Regions from separate parts of the Anas platyrhynchos genome. Here region 2 is linked to region 1. A link is a contact called in public Hi-C data. All regions are on one chromosome and are shown on one strand. The core of a region is the stretch at or near the end of the contact, and the rest is flanking DNA. Distances in the headings are between cores, read along the strand shown. Region 1 holds the start of SC5D (sterol-C5-desaturase). Region 2 overlaps SORL1 (sortilin related receptor 1).

Evidence for each region. A called contact is a pair of places that touch in the nucleus more often than the background predicts.
Region 2: a Hi-C map of liver shows a contact between it and region 1, with 2.5 times the contacts expected there. The contact joins the enhancer-like site here to the promoter of SC5D in region 1. A contact is called at or near these places in 2 of 8 Hi-C or Micro-C datasets (liver and skeletal muscle).

What each region holds. Positions count from the first base shown.
Region 1 is chr25:7,096,924-7,101,465 of IASCAAS_PekinDuck_T2T, forward strand. SC5D (sterol-C5-desaturase) reads left to right here and starts at 2,412. Exons shown (of 5, transcript XM_038167673.1): 1 at 2,412-2,537; 2 at 3,124-3,341; 3 at 4,080-4,212. The coding sequence starts at 3,132. It overlaps TECTA (tectorin alpha), which reads left to right. Exons shown (of 23, transcript XM_027444324.3): 21 at 1-12; 22 at 231-347; 23 at 616-2,257. The coding sequence ends at 716.
Region 2 is chr25:7,134,971-7,139,512 of IASCAAS_PekinDuck_T2T, forward strand. SORL1 (sortilin related receptor 1) reads left to right here. Exons shown (of 48, transcript XM_038167690.2): 33 at 322-450; 34 at 1,109-1,235; 35 at 1,810-1,979; 36 at 2,180-2,292; 37 at 2,551-2,655; 38 at 3,627-3,699; 39 at 4,529-4,542. All of the region lies in intron 16 of LOC110353382 (a long non-coding RNA gene), which reads right to left. Among named protein-coding and RNA genes, the nearest start is that of SORL1, 30 kb to the left of the region's middle. Within about 2 kb of position 2,036, at least 1 of the 8 cell types and tissues checked has an H3K27ac peak or open chromatin away from gene starts, as enhancers often do.

The sequences.
Region 1 (4,542 bases), core at 1,162-3,661:
TTCGGAGGAAGCGTAAGTGCATGTGGCCAGGGGAAGGGCACAGCGTGGGGGTGTCCGCCTCCCACCGGGACCTCTGTGGCATGAGGTGATGGCAGTGTCCCAGGGGAGAGCGAAAACCCCGGTAGGACTTCTCGCTGCAGGAGGGAATGGGGGTCCGAGTGGCCAAAGCGGGGGCTGCTTGGGGTCCAGCAGCATCGTCCCCACCCGATTCCACGTGTTTTTGCCCCCAGGATCAGACTGGTGCGAGGACAACGGCGGCTGCGAGCAGATCTGCACGAGCCGAGCGGACGGGCCGCTGTGCAGCTGCGTGACGGGGACACTGCAAGGGGACGGCAAGAGCTGCAGGGGCAAGTCCTGAGGGTCTGGGGTGAGATGGGTGGGGGGGTCTGCTCTGAGACAGAGCAGCAGTGTGGGGAAGGTGGCATTTCATAGCAGGACAGGGATGAGGCTCGGGCTGTGGCTAGAGCATCAAGGTCAGTGGTGACGTGTGCTGGCGGTGGCCTCTTGGCTAAGAGGTGGAGCATCCAGAGGGTCAATTTGGCAAAATCATCTCAGGGGATGTGTGCTGTGTCTGTGCAAGTCTCCAAGCTCACAGTCTCCTTCTTGTCTTAACAGCCTCCAGCTCTTCGGGGGATGTCCGAGCCCGAGCGAGCCTTGTGGTGGTGGCACAGCTGTGGCTGTGGCTGTGCGTGGCTCCGCGGGACCTGACCTCGTAGGTGTGGCTCCGCTGCCCGGCCAAGTACTGTTCTCGCGTCAGCCTGAGTCTCTGTAGGGTAGGAGCCAGCACCCCCAGCAGCGAGCCTGCCACCGGCCTGGCAGGAGAGGGACTCGACCTGGAGAGTGGACGGATGAGCACCTGGATGGGCATCGGAGGCACCGTGATGGCAGAGCTGGATGCGTGTCAGGATGGATGTGGGACTTGGTTTTTCCTTTGCAGCTTTTCCCAGGCTCTCTTTTGTAGCACCCCATCCCCAGCACCCCTGTTAGTGGAGCAGGATGGGCTCAGACGCATGCACTTGCATGTGTCCTTGCCCTCAGAGGGGCTCCCCAGGGAGCAGGACGCATCGGTGAAGCACTCGGATCCAGCCAGAGGTAGGTGTTTTGGTGCAGGTGATGGACCAGAGGAGCACGTTTGGATCAGAGGACATCAGCACACCTCAGGAGCACGGCACCTGGTGGCTCTCCCGAGAGGGGAGCCATCAGGGTGCATGGTGGAGAGCCAAGTGTGTTCCTGGGGTTTTGGGGAACCCAGATGTACGTGGTGGCCTGTCCTGATGCGTGGGGAGAGGCCACGGGGGTGAGCCTGAGAAAAGAGGGCTGGAGCCAAGTCCTCTCGTCGTGGTCAGAGCCGTCACGGTGTCTTTTGAGGGGAGGCAGCAAGGTCGGGGGCTGCCCACCCAGGACGGCACCAGGCAGGTGGTGGGCTCGGGGGGCCGGCTGGCGCAGGGTGGGGGCTGTTTCTGTGGGGGACTTGTCTTGTGTTTGTGTTTTGTGACACGGCTGCGTGAGAATAAAAAGTGTTGTACTCCTTCGTAAGCGGTGTGGTCCTATGTGGCATAGCTGAGTGGGGACGAGGCCACGAGGGGTCTGGGGACCCCATGGGGGGAGGACTGGGCCTTTTGGGGAGAGGTGGGCAGTGTGGTCATACCACCCAGGCAGGCAAACACACAGGGAGAGGAAGAAAGCCAGGGAGAAAAGCAACGAGGGAGCAGGAGACAGAGGCGAACAGGCACGAGAGAGCAGTGGAAGGGCACCCAAAAAAGACGGGGAGGGAGAAAGCAGCACAGCAGGAGAGGGAGAAGCAGAAATAACGAGACAGATGGGCAGACACAAAGGGAAGCAGACCTCAGGAAAGAGGCAGAAAGCGAGAATGAAGAGGCAGAGAGAAGGACAGAGCCAGAAAGCTGGAAAAGAAAGCCCGCCTGCGGTGGGTGCAGCGATTCCCAAAGGCCCACACGTCCCACGCTGGGACCACGGGGCTGGTATTAGGGTCGGTCTCTGTCCGTGAGCTGGGGATAAGAGCACAGCCCTAGCAGTGCTGGTGTGCAAAGCGGGACAGAGGGAAGGCGGGTGGGCAGTTATAATGCTAAAAAACCCACCTGGGGGGGCTGGCATAGTCCTGAAACAAACCCTCCTGGGGTGCAAACGCCCCCAGCTCGGGGGCAGACCCTTCCCCTGGGCATGCCCGGGCTCCCGTGGGTCATAAAACCGCTGAGCACCAGGCGGGATGCACCAAAACAGCGCGGATTTACATAAAAAAAAAAAAAAAAAAAAAAAAAAAAAAAGGGTTTATAGAAAATCAGCTGATTCGAGCCCGAATCGAAACGGGGTAAAAACCCCACGGGGGACACACATGGGGACACGGGGACCCGCGGCCACCCCCGCCCTGTTTTTCCCGCGCCCGCCAGGCGGGGCCGTTTTCCCGCGCCACGCCCCCTCGTGACGTCACCGGCGGTGGTGGCGCGAGTGACGTCACGTGGCGCTACCGGGCGGCGCTGCCCCGCCCCGCCCCGCGCCGCGCTCGGGGCTGCCGGCAGGTAGCGGGGGGCACGGGGGGGATATGGGGGGATACGGGGGGCATGGGGGGCACGGGGGGGCTCGGCACTAAAGGGTCAACGCGATCGGGGCCGGGGGGACCGGGGGGAAACCGGGAGGAGCCGGGGGAGGGGGAATCGGGGGTGTCCAGGGGGATTTTGGGGGGATCCGGGGGGATTCAGGGGGATTTGGGGGGGTCCGGGGGGCTACATGGGGGTCCATGGGGGAATCAGGGGGGTCATGGGGGAATTGGAGGGATTTATGGGGAGCCAGGGGGAAGCGGGGTGGAACCGTGGGGATTCAGGCCGTGGGGGATGTGGGGGGGGGTCCGGGGTAATCTGTAGGGGGGAGCTGTGGGGGACCCATGGGGATCTGGGGGGATCCATGGGGGAGACCCCTGGGGACCCCGGGTAGGATCCGAGGGGACCCATGGGGATCCAGGGGGCATCTCTGGGGAGCTGGAGGAATCTGGCCCTGTGGTTAACCTGGGGGGCCCTGGGGGGATTCATGGGGATCTGGGGGGACCCCTGAGGGTGCAGCTCCCGCCCTGCCGCTGCCCCCCTGCATGTCCCCATCCCCGTCCCCCAGCAGCGACCATGGACCTGGTGCTGGAGGCCGCCGACCGCCACCTCCTGACCCCCTACGTGTACCCCGCCGGCTGGCCCGAGGAGGAGCCCTGCCGGCAGCTCCTCAGCCTCTTCGTCATCACCAACCTCGGGGCGCTCACCCTCTACCTGCTCTTCGGCACCCTCAGCTACTACTTCATCTTTGACCACGAGCTCCAGAAGCACCCCATGTTCCTAGAGGTGGGTTCCCGGCTTCCCAAAACCCAGCCGGCCCCCTCCAGGGTCCCCTGCGGGACCCTGGTGTCCTGCAGACGGTGCCCCTCGTGCCCACCCAGTACAGAACAGAATGGGATAGGGATAGGGATAGGGATAGGGATAGGGATAGGGATAGGGATAGGGATAGGGATAGGGATAGGGATAGGGATAGGGACAGGGATAGGACGGCTGGAAGGGACCTACAATGATGGTCCCATCCCAACTGCCCGACTGCATCAAGGCTAACCAAAAGTTCCAGCATTTTATTAAGGGCTTTATCCAAATGCCTCTCGGACACCGATGGGCACAGGACCCCAAGCGCCTCGCTGGGCAGCTCGTTCCAGTGTCCGAGTGGCCAAACAGGGCAGAGTGGCCGCATGGTGATGTGACATGTGCTCCTTGATGCCCAGCACCCAAAGGACGTGGCGATGGCTCTGCACGCAGTCTGGCCTGTCCAACAGCCCCCAGACCCGTGATGCTGTCCCTGCCTCTGTTCTCTGGCTCCCCCATGTCCAAACCCCCTTCCTGGCCCCAATCTGGGCACCAGCACCCTGCTCACCATACCCTTAGCAGGGCGCTGATAAATATCAAGCCATGCCAGATGCCACCCTAAATACCATCCCTCCCCGCCCGGCCGTGGCCTCGATGGGGCAGGAAGGGTGGCACGAAGCTCCCCGTCTTCCTCCCATGCCCTGACCCATCCCTGGCACTGCCACCCCGCAGAACCAGGTGCGTCGGGAGATCGCCTACGCGCTGCGCTCCCTGCCCTGGATCAGCGTCCCCACCGTCGCCCTCTTCTTCGCCGAGGTGCGGGGCTACAGCAAGCTCTACGACAACATCGAGGACTCCCCCTACGGTGAGCTGCTCCCGTGCTCTCCATCGCTCCCTCCATAAACGCCTCTGCTTCCCCATTCCTCACCCCGGGACCTGTAGACACCGTGTGCCTGAGCCCCCGCACCCTGCCAGCCCGTGCAGGGTGATGGCCAAACCCCTGGTGCCTAAGGGGACGGGACGGCCGCTTTCACACATGCCCTGCCCTCATTTGGTAGCGCTCCTGTCAGCTCTCTCAGCTCCCAGTAAACCCAGTTTCCCCTGGTAAGGAGAGACTGGTGAGCTTTGCCCTGCATCTGCTCCATGAGGCAGACCCTGACCCTGTGCACACGTGGGGGCTGCCACTGACGTGTCC
Region 2 (4,542 bases), core at 786-3,285, 38 kb after region 1:
CAGCTGTGGATTTCACAGAATGGATTTCATTTCATTTAGGTTGGAAATACCCGTCAGATCCTCAAGTCCATCTATCACATAACAGTTCCAAACCATGTCCCTAAGTGCCACATCCACCCATCTCCGAGATCCCAAGATCTAAGGAGGTGACTCCACCACCTCCCCGGTGGCTTAAGCCCCAGGTTCTCCTGATGGTGGCTCTTTTGTCACGCCAAAACACTTAACCAGAAAGCTCTTGCACCAGCACCTGGCATCTCAAACAGCCCCGTGCCAGTGCGGGACCCTCGCGGCGCTGAGCCCTGCGCCCTTTCTGCCTTGCAGCAACGCACAGCACCCTGCCGTGTCCTCAGGGCTACAAGTGCGAGGACGGTGAGGCCTGCCTGATGGTGGCAGAGCGCTGCGACGGGTACCTGGACTGCTCAGATGGCAGCGACGAGAGGAACTGTACGGGTAAGCTGCCGCCCGCTCCCCTTTCTCCTGCAAACCCCATTTCCCAGCCATTTTCCATCGTCACCACCACCTCTCTTGGCACCGTGGGGATGGGGGGATGTGTGCTGCAGCTGGCCCCGGGCAGAGAATCGTCATCGATCACTGTCTCTGCCCAGCTACGAGGTGCACCACAGTCCTACCGACCTGCTCGGGGCCTCAAGCATCAGTAAGGTTTTAGTTCTTTAATTAAATATTGATTGGGAGAGGCTGGTTGGTGCAGGGGGGAGGCACTGCGGAGATTCATGCGGAGTCTACACCCAGGGAAAACCATCTGTTTTCCTTTGGAAACTTCATCCAGCCAGGCTCTCTCCTTGCCCCAACACATTGCTGTCCAGATTCCCAGCCTCAACTTTGGTCCTTCCACTGAACATGAGATGGGACATGGGCAGCCCCACAGAGGGGCCCCGGGTGGCTCACGGTGACAGCACAGATCCATTGCACAAGCAGAAAAGTGACATTCCTGCTCTGCACTGCCCACCCTTCCCCACCTAAATTACACATCCAATTTGCATGGTGCAAACACTCCCCTCAGTCACTTCACTGTTTCTACCTCCCGTTTCTGTTCCTGGCAAAGGGCTTGTTTCCACCAGCAGACTGACTCCCCCTCTTGCTCCCCCAGACGACACGATCGTGTACAAAGTCCAGAACCTGCAGTGGACGGCCGATTTCTCCGGCGCTGTCACTCTGACATGGGCTCGGCCAAAGAGGATGTCCTCGACCTCCTGTGTCTACAACGTGTATTACAGGTACACCACTTACTGCCTGAACCATGGGTGGTTGTGGCAAGGAAAGGACAGGAGAAACATGAGCAGAGGTAGCAGCACACACGTATTTGCAGCAAAGCACCGTACCAAATCGAGCCCCAGAGGATGGAGCTTTGCAGTCTATTTCTGTTTGGAAAATCTTCTAATGCTTCGTTGCAAAGCAGACCCAAAATAGCAGCAACTAGGGGACATTTGTGAAAAGCTGTCTTTGTTTCCTTCAAATTGTTTACTCGGACAGAAATGTGGGTATATTGGGTTTTCTGTTTCTGCTTGGGTCTCGTCTTTGTGGGGCTGCTAACAATGAGAACAAAGTCAAGAAATTAGAGCACAGCGGTTATAGCAAACCTCAGAGGACGGTGCTTAGGAGGCGCCGAGCTATGTTTGGTTCAAGCTTTGAAACAGCAGCTTTTCAAGCTGGTGCCGTGGCTTTACTGAGCAGAAAACCAAGCAGCAAGCCCTTAAAACACAGAAAAAATGATTTCATCCTTTGGGGCAAGCTGTGTGCCCCTGTGTTCCTGAACGTATTCCTGACTGCAGGGGTCTGACTCTTGTGCAGGACTGTTGGTGAGAGCATCTGGAAGGTTTTGGAAACCCACAGCAACAAAACCAACAGCGTTTTGAAGGTCCTCAAGCCTGACTGCACCTACCAGGTGAAGGTCCAGGTGCAGTGCCTCAGCAGAGTCTACAACACCAACGACTTCATCACCCTGCGGGCACCCGAAGGATGTAAGCAGACCTGCCTGGCTCCTCTCGGTTCAAGCTGGAGGTCAGATTACGAAAGGGTTGATCAGGCCTTGGGACACAACTGCAGGAGATAACGTCTGCCCTCTCCCTTTCTAGGAGACCCTGATCACCTCCTGCTGTTCCCCAGAAGAACTGGACACACCGCCTGTGACCGTCACTAACATTTTTGTTTCTCTCCCCAGTACCAGATGCCCCTTTTAACCTTCAGCTGTCCCTAAAAAAAGAAGCCGAGGGGGTGGTGACAGGCTGCTGGAGCCCTCCTGTGAATGCCCATGGCCTCATACGGGAATTTATTGTGAGTCCCGCACCATGATTTTTATTTTTCAATTTGAAGTGGAAATCCACTGAGAATGCTGGGCAAGATGGGAGAGGAAATGAAGAAATGGTGCAGGGCTGTAGGTAGCAACACAGTCCTCAGGTTTTGTTTCAGTCCATGGTTTTCAGTCCATGGTTTTGTTTCTGGCTTCCTTCCTATGGTTGCGTAATAGAAAGACCTGTGGCCCTGTGCGACTGCTGACCATGGAGCCCTTACCCCTTGTTTTGGTCCTCCTAGGTGGAATACAGCCGGAGTGGATCCAAGGAGTGGTCCTCCCTCAGAACCACCAAGAACTACACTGAGATCAAGAACTTGCAGGTCAACGCGTTATACACGGTTCGAGTGAGTATTTTCAGAGCTCTGTCTGCAGGAGCACTCTGCAGGAGCTTGTTACTCTTTGCTAGGCAGTCCAAGTCCCACATAGTCAACTAATTGCTAAAAAAGTGTGCAGTTAAAATTCTGCCCTTTAATGTCAGCCCTCAGCAGGGGCCTGGCATTTGTGCCAGCAATGTGTATAGTTTTAAGCCCCGAATTATGGCCCTTGATTTGCTCCTCCTCCCAGGAGGCCAGGCTGTGTTATGAAATCTGTGCTGCCCATTCCAAGCTCACTGCAACTGCACCAGATCTGGGGCGGAGATAAATTTGGTCCTGACTATTGCCAGGAAAAGAAGCAGATATGCATGTGGGGAAGGCGTGCACATGGGAGAAGCTGGGTAATTATAGGCAGAACTAATAAGGAGAGGAAATGAAAATCTGCACAGCCAACCTTGGGAAAAGTGTACTCTGCCCCTGTCCATCCTCCATGAGCAGGCTGAGCACGGGTACTTGTGGGAGCTCACTGGGAGCTGGGATAACCCCCCATGCATTAATGTTTTTCTCTGGGTCAGCTGAAGTGAGTCTTTCCTTCCATGTCTTTCCTTCCCATACTACCTTGTTTCCAAATAAATCTTTGGAACTGGATTCAGTTTTCGCATGGGCTCTGCAGGCACGAATCTTACCTACACCAGGGCTGATCGATTCCAAGGCTCCTTATCTTTATAGACTTTTTTATAAAGATCTCATCAGAGAGCGGTTATCTGCAGAGAGGATGCACCTCCCTCCTCTTAGATTCTTTTAATTGACTTAAAGTAGTCTGCTTTATCTCTGTAATAAGCATTTTATTGCCAAGTAATTAAATTATTGCTTGCTTCAATGTCCTTTTCCCATGAGCTCCACCATGTCCATACCCTTGCTCTAACCTCGCTCTCTGTTTGCATTATGCAGCGTTGGTGGCATACATTCGTTCATATTAACTAACCGTCTTATTTGCAAAGGTTGCTGCAGTGACTAGTCGAGGAGTGGGAAACTGGAGCGATTCCAAATCCATAACCACCATCAAAGGCAAAGGTAAATGCTGTTTTGGCTTCAACCAACTTGGTCAACGCAGCAAAAATACTGAATGTAAGCCCAAAGTGTTAGTATCAGCGCACATAACCGCCTCCTCTTTCTTTACTTTTCCCTATTGAGCATCTGGCATTTTTTAACAACTTTGCTGTACCTGCTCACTTAACTGGGGCCACCTCAGAGTTCAGTGGCAAGTCTGAACAGGTTGTTGACTCTTCCTCTGAACTCAGTGGCATGCAGGATGCAAGTCCCTCTCTCCTGGACTGCAGATGGATTGCCACTGACTTGTGTAGGCTAGATTCTACCTTTGGATAAGCACGTTACATTACCAGCAATTCCTTCAATACCATTAGTTGAAAGGCTGCTTGCTCATTCTTCTCCCTCTTAGCTTATCACTATGATGGTTGCTGCATTTTGTGTCAGACCGCTAAAAAACCACGGAGGTTCCCAGAAACGATCACATCGTTGCAGGCTGACAGTAGATAAATCCAACCAACACGATAAATCATTTCCCTCTGAAATGTTTTTTGATAAGCCTTTTGAAATTGTTTGTACTCCTGGCAAGTTTTTTTTTTCCAAGCCTATATTCTGATGTCAAAATTGTCTGCTATCTAATTTGTGAGATAAAAGTGCACCCTTGCTATGTTGACAAAGAAAGGAAAGAAAATACCGTGCTACTGAAAATGCAGGATTCTTTGTAGTATGGAGAGATGGGGATGTTCTGGGTCTGGTTGGTGACTGTCATAATGAAAGTCTGCATTTTGCCTGTCCTCTCCCTACATGTTTGTTTTTTTGGGGTTGCAGTAACAGCCGTTTCTCCCTTTCCTTCCAGTCATTCCTCCGCCT